Regions from separate parts of the Mus musculus genome. Here regions 2 and 3 are each linked to region 1. Evidence: chromatin contacts called from public Hi-C and HiChIP or PLAC-seq data. All regions are on one chromosome and are shown on one strand. Each heading gives the region's core, a stretch centred on a gene start, on an enhancer-like site or on the middle of the called end of the contact. The rest is flanking DNA. Distances are from core to core; before and after follow the strand shown. Region 1 has its middle 15 kb from the start of Gm32137. Region 2 overlaps 4930412B13Rik (RIKEN cDNA 4930412B13 gene). Region 3 overlaps Gm13986 (predicted gene 13986).

Region 1 (2,700 bases), core at 169-2,668:
CCAATAGAAATCAGGCAGAGTTGATGAAAAGGTTCTATAGTCTTCCGGAAAGCACTACAGCCTGTGGGGGCCTCCATGGGGACTCGTGCATGCCGTGCGGAGGCTTTCCCTCATCACACCAGGGAGCAAAGGCATCCGGCCATCTCAGTGTCATTTTCAATATTATCTATAATGATGAAAAATTGGGGGAAGAGAGAGAGGGAGGGAGTTCTCTATATGAGGCACAGGAATCCTGTACAGACGCAAGTAGTCATGCAGAACACTTTGTCCTTAGGAAGTCTGCTAGCTCTGTAAACACAGATGGCCATGCTGTTGAGAACGACCTCTCTGAGGGCTTCGCTAGCAAACTGAAAGACACTACGCCCCATCTCATAATTTTCTATGTCACCATGACTATCCATGTGGGTACAACCAATGTCTGTCTTGGAACACTTTCCTTCTGGTGTCTGGAATCCACAAGCTCTTGTTCTCTTCAAACTTGAAAGCTTTTGTCACTTTGACCTTGGGTGTCTTACAACCACACTCAAGCCAACCGAGTTAATTGGCTTAGATGTGCTTAAGACTGGCGCAAAGCCCCTCACTCCCTGCCCAGCATAGCAACACTCTATTTCTAAAAACAGCCTGTGGGAAATTTACAAGGTCATGCTCACATTATTTACATGCAAATGAGAAAAGAAAATATATTCCAAAAGGGCATACTTTAAATACAAATGCTAGAAGACCTTACAAATACATACGAGAGACAGACAGTCTGTTAGCTTCCTCTCAAGATGCCCCAGAAAGGGAGCCAACTGCCTGAGCAGTCACAAAGGGTGTGGACAAACCCCATGATTCATGGCACCAAATATTTTATTTATGTTAATTTTTATAGAAAGAAATGTTTTCCTGACATTTAAATTATTGAATATAAACATGATGTAAAATATATGCATTTCTAAAAGCCCATTTGTATACAGTCACTGTATGTTGGTTTTGGAGCAGGAAGAAAGCCCAGGAATTCTGGGAACAGGAATGCATAGCACATATTTAGTCTGCAAAGCTCAGGCTCGCTGTGAGGCTCAGAGCCCATGACTTCAGGGCAGAATTCAAAGTCAGCACTTCATTATCTTTCAGCCATAGTTAGATGTTAATTTTTACTTTAAGAATTTCATTTGAAAAAAAATGCGATAGTCAATTAATTCTACTGTTTAAAAATGGCCTGTTTTAAGCAGTTATTGGAATTAATCTTTAAAATGCAACTAAAGACATTTGTTAATAATGGGTAAATTCTAAACAGTGTGTAACATTCAGATAAACCAAATTTGATTTATAAAATTAACAGATGTTTTCAACAGCCTGGTAGATCTAAAGGTACATGATCCAGGTTCTCTGAAAAGGGCCTGTCCTGCTGTGTTGAGAGAAAAGTTGGTGTACACCACCATCTTCTGGTCAGGTTCATGTATGAAACAAGAGTGTTCTCTGCACAGCAGGGAAAGCGGAGGGTCTCAGGAGGGACACTTCCAATGTCTTTAAAGTGCACATCAAGTCGGAAGAGACTTCCACATATTAAACCTAAAAAATGAAAGTATGATGTGTACTTTGGGAAGCCCTCAAGATGTAATTGGTGCTTAATATTCAAACTACAGCACAATAACATCTAAACACTAGGAAGAATCTGAAGGATTTAAAATGAAAAAACAACCAAGACAAAAACAAAAAAAACCTCTGCAATAATATGTAAAAGAAGCTTTGACTAGAGCAGTAGAAGGATAAAAACAGAGTGAGCTTTTAAAACTATGAAAATAATAGACTATGGGGGACATGAACAGAGTTGTATAAAAATGGCAACCAGGATGGCTGATTAACTTTGGTAACAGCATGTGCTGTAGAACTGACTAATGGGGACAGGTAATTAAGCCCCATTGTGATGCTTGCATAAAATTATTTTAGATATTCTATGGGGATTGATTCCAACCATTCCAAATCCCACTCCATAATGCTGCGAGTGAGCACACAGGCACACACACACACATGCACACATGCACATACATGCACACAAATGGTTTTTTAAATAAACTGAGAGCACACAAATAAGCTGGCCCCAGTGGCTCTCTGGTTCTGTTCCTGCCTGAGGAATGCAGCACCAGTTTGCTATGTAATAGCATGGAAACATGGTCATGTGAAATAAGGCAGAGAGTCAGAGAACCTGCTGTAAAAGACAATGCTAAGTCATTTGGTTTCAATATTAGTTTGCTTATTTTAAATTTATATGCAGGTGTGTATAAAACAGATAAATTTGGATATCAATACTTATCCATTGTGGAGAAACAGCTCTTTGGACATGTGAACCTTTATTTTAAAGAGGATTCTTTTGAGCTCCTTGAAACTCTGAGCTCCTGGGTGAGTTGAAAGCAAGTTGGTGATTAAGAGCATAGGCTCCCCAGCTTGATGACTGGGTTCTACATCAGCTCCATCTACATCTGGTTTCTAGCTGTGTGACTTCAGAAAATCGATTCAGAATCTCTATGTATCTCTGCCCTTATCTGTGAATAGATCATATTTTATATTCAAGTGCCTCGCTGTGGGGTCACAAAGATTCATAGGCACCTGTGGTTGATGCTCACCTGGCACCAAAGCTGGCCCTCACACACTGTGGGAAGGCTTCTACCAAGGCCAGGTGAATGAGGAGGAAGCACCTGGACCAGGTAGAACATCTGGCCT
Region 2 (2,700 bases), core at 179-2,678, 430 kb before region 1:
TACCTTACATAGAGATTGGATTTACAAAGGGAAGGCTGTAGTTGACTTTCTCTCTTTATACTGGGGTTTCGGGCACTCATCTTTTATGAGTTCTCTGAAAACTGCTCAAATGTGTCCTTCATTGTGACCATGACTGTGTCCTTGCCATGCTCCGTGCTGACCCCTGAACCTTTCAGCATGCCAGCAAAGGTTGTTTCAAATTCTTCAAAAAAGCTTTGGGTTTTAGATGAATGGTTTTTAGTCATTAAATATGTGTCATTTCACAGTTGTTGCTAGTTTCTGAAGTCCCCAGGAACCTAAGTACTGGATCTGATGAGAGGGAGCTGCGGATGGGGGAGAGGAACCATTTTTAGGAAAGTTGAGTAGACACTGGTGAGCAAAACCCCCTCTTTAACTCAGAGCATGCCACCCCTAAATGTAATTCTTCTTCCTCAAATAAACAGTCTGTTGATTTGTAATTCATGCTTATGTATCCCAGTGATATGTCATGTATTAAATGATGGATCAGGCCAGAAAATACATTGGCTCAATAGTGGGTATCTTTTCTTCCTTGGGCTGGGTCAGACACCTGTCAACATGGCAGCTGGTGATGGGTTGACCACAAAGCCAGCTGCTCAGTTTCGCTTGGGAAATCCTCTTGTTTCATCAGTTTGGGGATGACCACAAACTGGAATTAAAAGTCTTGCTCACGGCTGGGACCTGAGCAGAATTCATGACACCCAATGTATATCATCCTGTCTATACACCTTTGGAGGGCAGTCACAGCCAATGAGCTGAAAAAGAAGGCATATGGATGTGTGTGTGTGTGTGTGTGTGTGTGTGTGTGTGTGTGAGAGAGAGAGACAGAGAGAGAGAGAGAGACAGAGAGAGAGAGAGAGAGAGTTAGTTTGTGCCTATGGTGTGTTTTACTGAAGTATTTAAAATTTCTTTACATAAATGAAATTGCAGTAAAATGTATAGATCTTACATTGTAAACTGTACATTTTGATTAAGATATAACATATGAACACAGATATTTCTCTATCCTAGATGGTTCTCACATAGTCAGTGTCACTGCATAAAGTCAGCCTCATTTTGACTTCCTTGCACCCTCATTAGCTTTGCTCATTTTTCTGTCACTGATGCTCACACAGCTGCCTGGTGTCTCACGATCCTCCCCATCTGACACGCATCTGTAGGGATCCACGCATGCTCTTGCTTGTTTCAGCATTTGATCCTCTTCTTTTTGTTGAGTCACATTGCATTGCAGAAAGATGCCATGGTTTGTTTGTCCATTTTCCTGAGAGACACCACAGTGCTTTTTGTTAGAGCTGCTCTGAATAAAGCCATAATGAGCATTCCTGGGCACAGTGCTTGGGGACATGTGTTTTCATTTCTCTGGGGGTGATCTCTGAGGAGAGGAATGGTAAGATCATGACTAACAGTTGTCGTTTTCATTTTAACCACACTAGGGGGTGTTGTGTGGTGTCTGTCTGAGCTTTGCCTCTGCACACCCCCGATGAGTAACAGTGTCAAGCATCTTTATGTCGTCTTTGGTGAAATAGCTAAGATGTTTGTCCCTTTACACTGGGTCTTTAAAACAGTCTTAATTTATCAGTGTTTTGATTATATACAAAATTACATGTACTTATGAAGTAAAATGACCATTTATTCATATAAAACTTGATAACAACAACTAACACAGGAGAATATTAACCAGAAATGTACGAGTATCAGCCTACTTTATTGCAGTTCTGTTTTCATATTTTAAAAGTATATATAATATATTAAATTGTTTTAAAATATGTGTTTAAAAATTACATATTACCCTACATGTATGTTAGTGTAGCGTGTGAATGCCTAGTAACTGCAGAAATCAGAAGTGGGCATCCAGTCCCCTGGAACTAGAGTGACAGCTGGTTGTAAGTTTCCATGTGGATGCTGGGAACCCAACCCATATCCTTTGCAACTGTCCTTAACCATCTCTCCAGGCCCATAGACACTCTTTATACAGCTTAAATGCATCCTTTGCCCAGCATATGCATTTTAATGCCTTAGTTTCAAGCCTTTTGCCTTCAGCTTTTATTCTTTTCCTTTCCCCTTCAGTAATTGCTCTGCAAACTCGTCCATATTCACTTGAACACAGTACTACTCCATGTGGAATGCAAGGGGCCCACCACAGCACACTGCCAGGTATCTTCCTTGTCGTTTTGACGGTTACTTTTGTATCATTTGCTACTGCACAGGTTACAGACCTCCAAAACCAAGGCTTTTGCTTTTACTTTTAATTTTTGCCTTAAATGCTTCCTCTCCTGGCTTGGCTTGATACAATCTAGAATCATCTGAGAGAAGACCATTCGTTGAAGAACTGCCTAGATAACGTTGGTGCCTGGGCATGCCTAGGAAGAGTTGGTTAATTGATGTCTGAGGGCCCAACCTACAGAATACAAAGAACTTCATTGGATCTGTAACCTTCTAGGATGGAGGGCTTCATGTCTAGGGGAGAGTCCACTGCTCTCTGTAAAGCCAGCCATCATTTATTGCTGGTTTGTCTGGTTCATTGAATTGTTTTCTGGGTATTTGCTTTCTTGAGATTTTTTGGAACTTATCAGCACATGTGATGTTTGGTTCTTCACCACTCCCTTCAATTTTCTTTCTGTCTTTCTCTGAGGCTCTGTGAGCATACATAATGATCGGGTGTGGCGTTCCCAGAGACTTCTT
Region 3 (2,746 bases), core at 56-2,555, 500 kb before region 1:
ACTATTCCCAATTTTCTGAGAAACTGCCAGACTGATTTCCGGAGTGGTTGTACAAAATTTGCATTTTCCTCTACAGACAACTAGTTAGACCAGCACCATTTGTTAAAGACACTTTCTTTGTTCCTTTGTATGGTTTTGGCTTCTTTGTCAAAAACCAAGTATCTGTAGGTATGTGGATTTGTTTTGGGGTCTTCAATTCTATTCCCTTAATTTATCTTTTTTAATGCCAATACCATGCATTTTTATTACTATTGCTCTGTAGTACAGCTTGAGATCAGGGATTGTGATACCCTGAGAAGCTCTTTTATTATATAGGATTATTATTATTATTATTATTTTGCTATCCTGGGTTTTTTATTTTTCCATATGAAATTGAGAATTGATCTTTCAAGGTCTATGTTAGAATTTTGATACTTTATGTTTGTGTAGCTTGGTGTTTTGTTGAACTTCTAACAGTGGCAGTGAGGAGTGTCTGACTCTTTTGCTTGTGCTTGGGACCCTTTTCCTCCTACTGGCTTGCCTCATCCAGCCTTGATATGAGGGTTTAGGTCTAGCTTTGTTGTGTCTTGTTAGGCCATGTAGGGAGGATATCCCTGGGATGCCTGCTCATTTTTGTTAAAGGGAAATGGAAGAGGAGTGGATCTGAAGGAGAAAAGAAGGGAGGAGAGGGACTGGGATTAGTGGATGGAGGGCAAACTGCATTCAAAATGTAATGTGTGAGAGAAGAATATAAGAAAATAAATAAATAACCTAGAAAATTTCAAGCCTGTACTGCTTGAGTGAGCAGAAACTAACTTATTTTGGGGTGTGTGGGGGAAAGAGGTTGGCACAGAGTTGGTATGGATAAGGCAGGAAGTGTACAAACCACAGGTTGGCACAAGCCTGTGAAAGCCATCTGCATGTCTTCAGACACCCCCAAAGGCATTTGTCACCCTGCCCCCACTTCCCTCCCAAAGCTGAAAGCCTGTGCATGTGCCCCAGGGATTGGGATCCCAGGAATGTACCTCATGCTAATAATCCTATAATCTTCTTGGGCTGGGCAGAGAGCAGAGGTATTCCCAAATAGGACAGTGCACTCGAGGTCTGCACGTTTTTGTGAAGTCAGGAGAGGAAAATGTATAATGAGAAAATATTCACAATTTTTATTCCTTTCCCTGGCTCTTTCCTTTCTCATTTTCTTCTTTCTTTTTCATTTCTCATGTACATCTTGTGGGATGGCATCTTGGCTCTAGTTCAGGTACATTGCAGTGTGGTGGTGGAGAAGGCCTGCGGTTAGCTAGGTTATCCTGAACAACAACAAAGAAACTAAATACCCACTTGGAGGTGGTCCAGATGTTTCCCAGCGAGTCTTGCCCTGCTATAAGGCACAGAAAGCCCATGCAAAGGAGCCTGGAAATGTGGTTAGACCTATTTATTTTTCAGCACAGGGGGAAATTAAAAGCAGAAATCTGAATTGCCATTGAGAGTTAATTCTGAGTTAATTAATCCAGGGAGCGACTGCCACAAGGACAGCTCAGTCTGTCTAAACCTGGGGCAAGAGAGCAGGGCCCACAGTCATCCTCCTGTTGCAGTGTTCCTGGGGAGCTTTTTGCTGTCTTAGCACACCTGGCTGTACAGATGGACTGTGCACACCTACTTTCTTGTCATGGAGTTATACAGTCATTGGTGGCTAGCAGGAAGCTATAAAGTGATAAATGACAGAAAATGAAAAAACTTATAAAGGATGGTAATTTGTAATAAGACCACGATATCTTAGTACACTTAGAGGTGAGTTTTAAAATCCTCTCTTTTCTAGTTCACTACACACAGAGGTTACAACTGGCTTAATGCCACCAGTGCCTGGCACACTGAAATCATCAATCAATGAACGGAGACTATTTTAATCTCTTTGTTCTTGAACTTTCTTTTCAGAGATCTTTGTTGAGGTTGTAGAAGTCTCCATGAGAGAATATTTATAACAGTCTCAGGTACTTTTATATTTTAAGCATATTTTAATGCATTTTACTTTAGAACTTAACTGCTGTTGGATACCTCTGTTCTGCTCTGTTCTCTGTAAAGCAAGGTGTGTGTGTGTGTGTGTGTGTGTGTGTGTGTGTGTGTGTGTGATACTCTCAATTGTGAGAGATCCAAGTGGGACACTACAAGCCCTGTGTAAATGAAAGAGTCACACAGTGGACTTTGTTGCAGAGGCAACAGTGTGAGTGATCCCTATACAATGCAGACATTTCCTTGTTATTCCTCCTTTTGCTGATGCCTCCCCTCCCATCTCTCTGCTTTTGTTTTTCTGTAATTTTTAATTTTAGAAATGTAGAACTCAAAAGCATGGGATTTTTTGCATCCTTTTTTCTTGCTTAGGTTGCCAGTGCATTTTCTTTTTCTTCTCTCTTTCGTCTGCTCTCTATCTTCTCTGTCTCTGTCTCTGGGTGTGCATTCTTCCTCTCTTTATTTCCTCATTACTGCTTCTTCAATAAGACATTTTAGATATGTTTCCTCTATGAAAACTTCATATAAAAAATACTGTGTCTAGTGTCATTGGCTCTTCTACAAACCTTTAAAAAAATTGTCCTTTCCAAGGAACCAAAGGTAATTTCCCCCCTAAGTTGGAGACATTGCTCATCTTTTCTTTTATTTGTTTACTTCCTAACAAGGAACTCTCTCCTTTGGACTGAGAACAAATATCTGAGTGTGGAGACTGACAGTGGCTAGCATCTCAGTGTCTAGTCCCCATCCACTTTCAAAAGTTGTC

What was found. Hi-C and Micro-C count contacts between places; a contact is called where the count stands out from the background. HiChIP or PLAC-seq counts read pairs in DNA pulled down with a chosen protein or histone mark.
Region 2: a contact with region 1 is called in an H3K27ac HiChIP or PLAC-seq map of embryonic fibroblasts, with 12 times the contacts expected there. The contact joins two enhancer-like sites. A contact is called at or near these places in 6 of 484 Hi-C or Micro-C datasets (the C2C12 cell line, adipose-derived mesenchymal stem cells, embryonic fibroblasts and 1 more) and 2 of 115 datasets of contacts at active chromatin or transcription factors (the NIH/3T3 cell line and embryonic fibroblasts).
Region 3: a contact with region 1 is called in a Hi-C map of embryonic fibroblasts, with 5 times the contacts expected there. The contact joins two enhancer-like sites. A contact is called at or near these places in 1 of 15 datasets of contacts at CTCF or cohesin (the NIH/3T3 cell line), 3 of 484 Hi-C or Micro-C datasets (adipose-derived mesenchymal stem cells and embryonic fibroblasts) and 1 of 115 datasets of contacts at active chromatin or transcription factors (embryonic fibroblasts).

What each region holds. Positions count from the first base shown.
Region 1 is chr2:117,453,934-117,456,633 of GRCm38.p6, reverse strand. No RefSeq gene overlaps it. Among named protein-coding and RNA genes, the nearest start is that of Gm32137, 15 kb to the right of the region's middle. Within about 2 kb of position 1,418, at least 13 of the 459 cell types and tissues checked have an H3K27ac peak or open chromatin away from gene starts, as enhancers often do. A contact at or near this core is called in embryonic fibroblasts, where this site is marked.
Region 2 is chr2:117,881,004-117,883,703 of GRCm38.p6, reverse strand. The region is part of intron 3 of 4930412B13Rik (RIKEN cDNA 4930412B13 gene); the gene reads right to left. The region is part of intron 8 of Gm13986 (predicted gene 13986); the gene reads left to right. Among named protein-coding and RNA genes, the nearest start is that of 4930412B13Rik, 60 kb to the right of the region's middle. Within about 2 kb of position 1,428, at least 38 of the 459 cell types and tissues checked have an H3K27ac peak or open chromatin away from gene starts, as enhancers often do. A contact at or near this core is called in embryonic fibroblasts, where this site is marked.
Region 3 is chr2:117,949,715-117,952,460 of GRCm38.p6, reverse strand. The region is part of intron 8 of Gm13986 (predicted gene 13986); the gene reads left to right. Among named protein-coding and RNA genes, the nearest start is that of Gm25308, 130 kb to the left of the region's middle. Within about 2 kb of position 1,305, at least 50 of the 459 cell types and tissues checked have an H3K27ac peak or open chromatin away from gene starts, as enhancers often do. A contact at or near this core is called in embryonic fibroblasts, where this site is marked.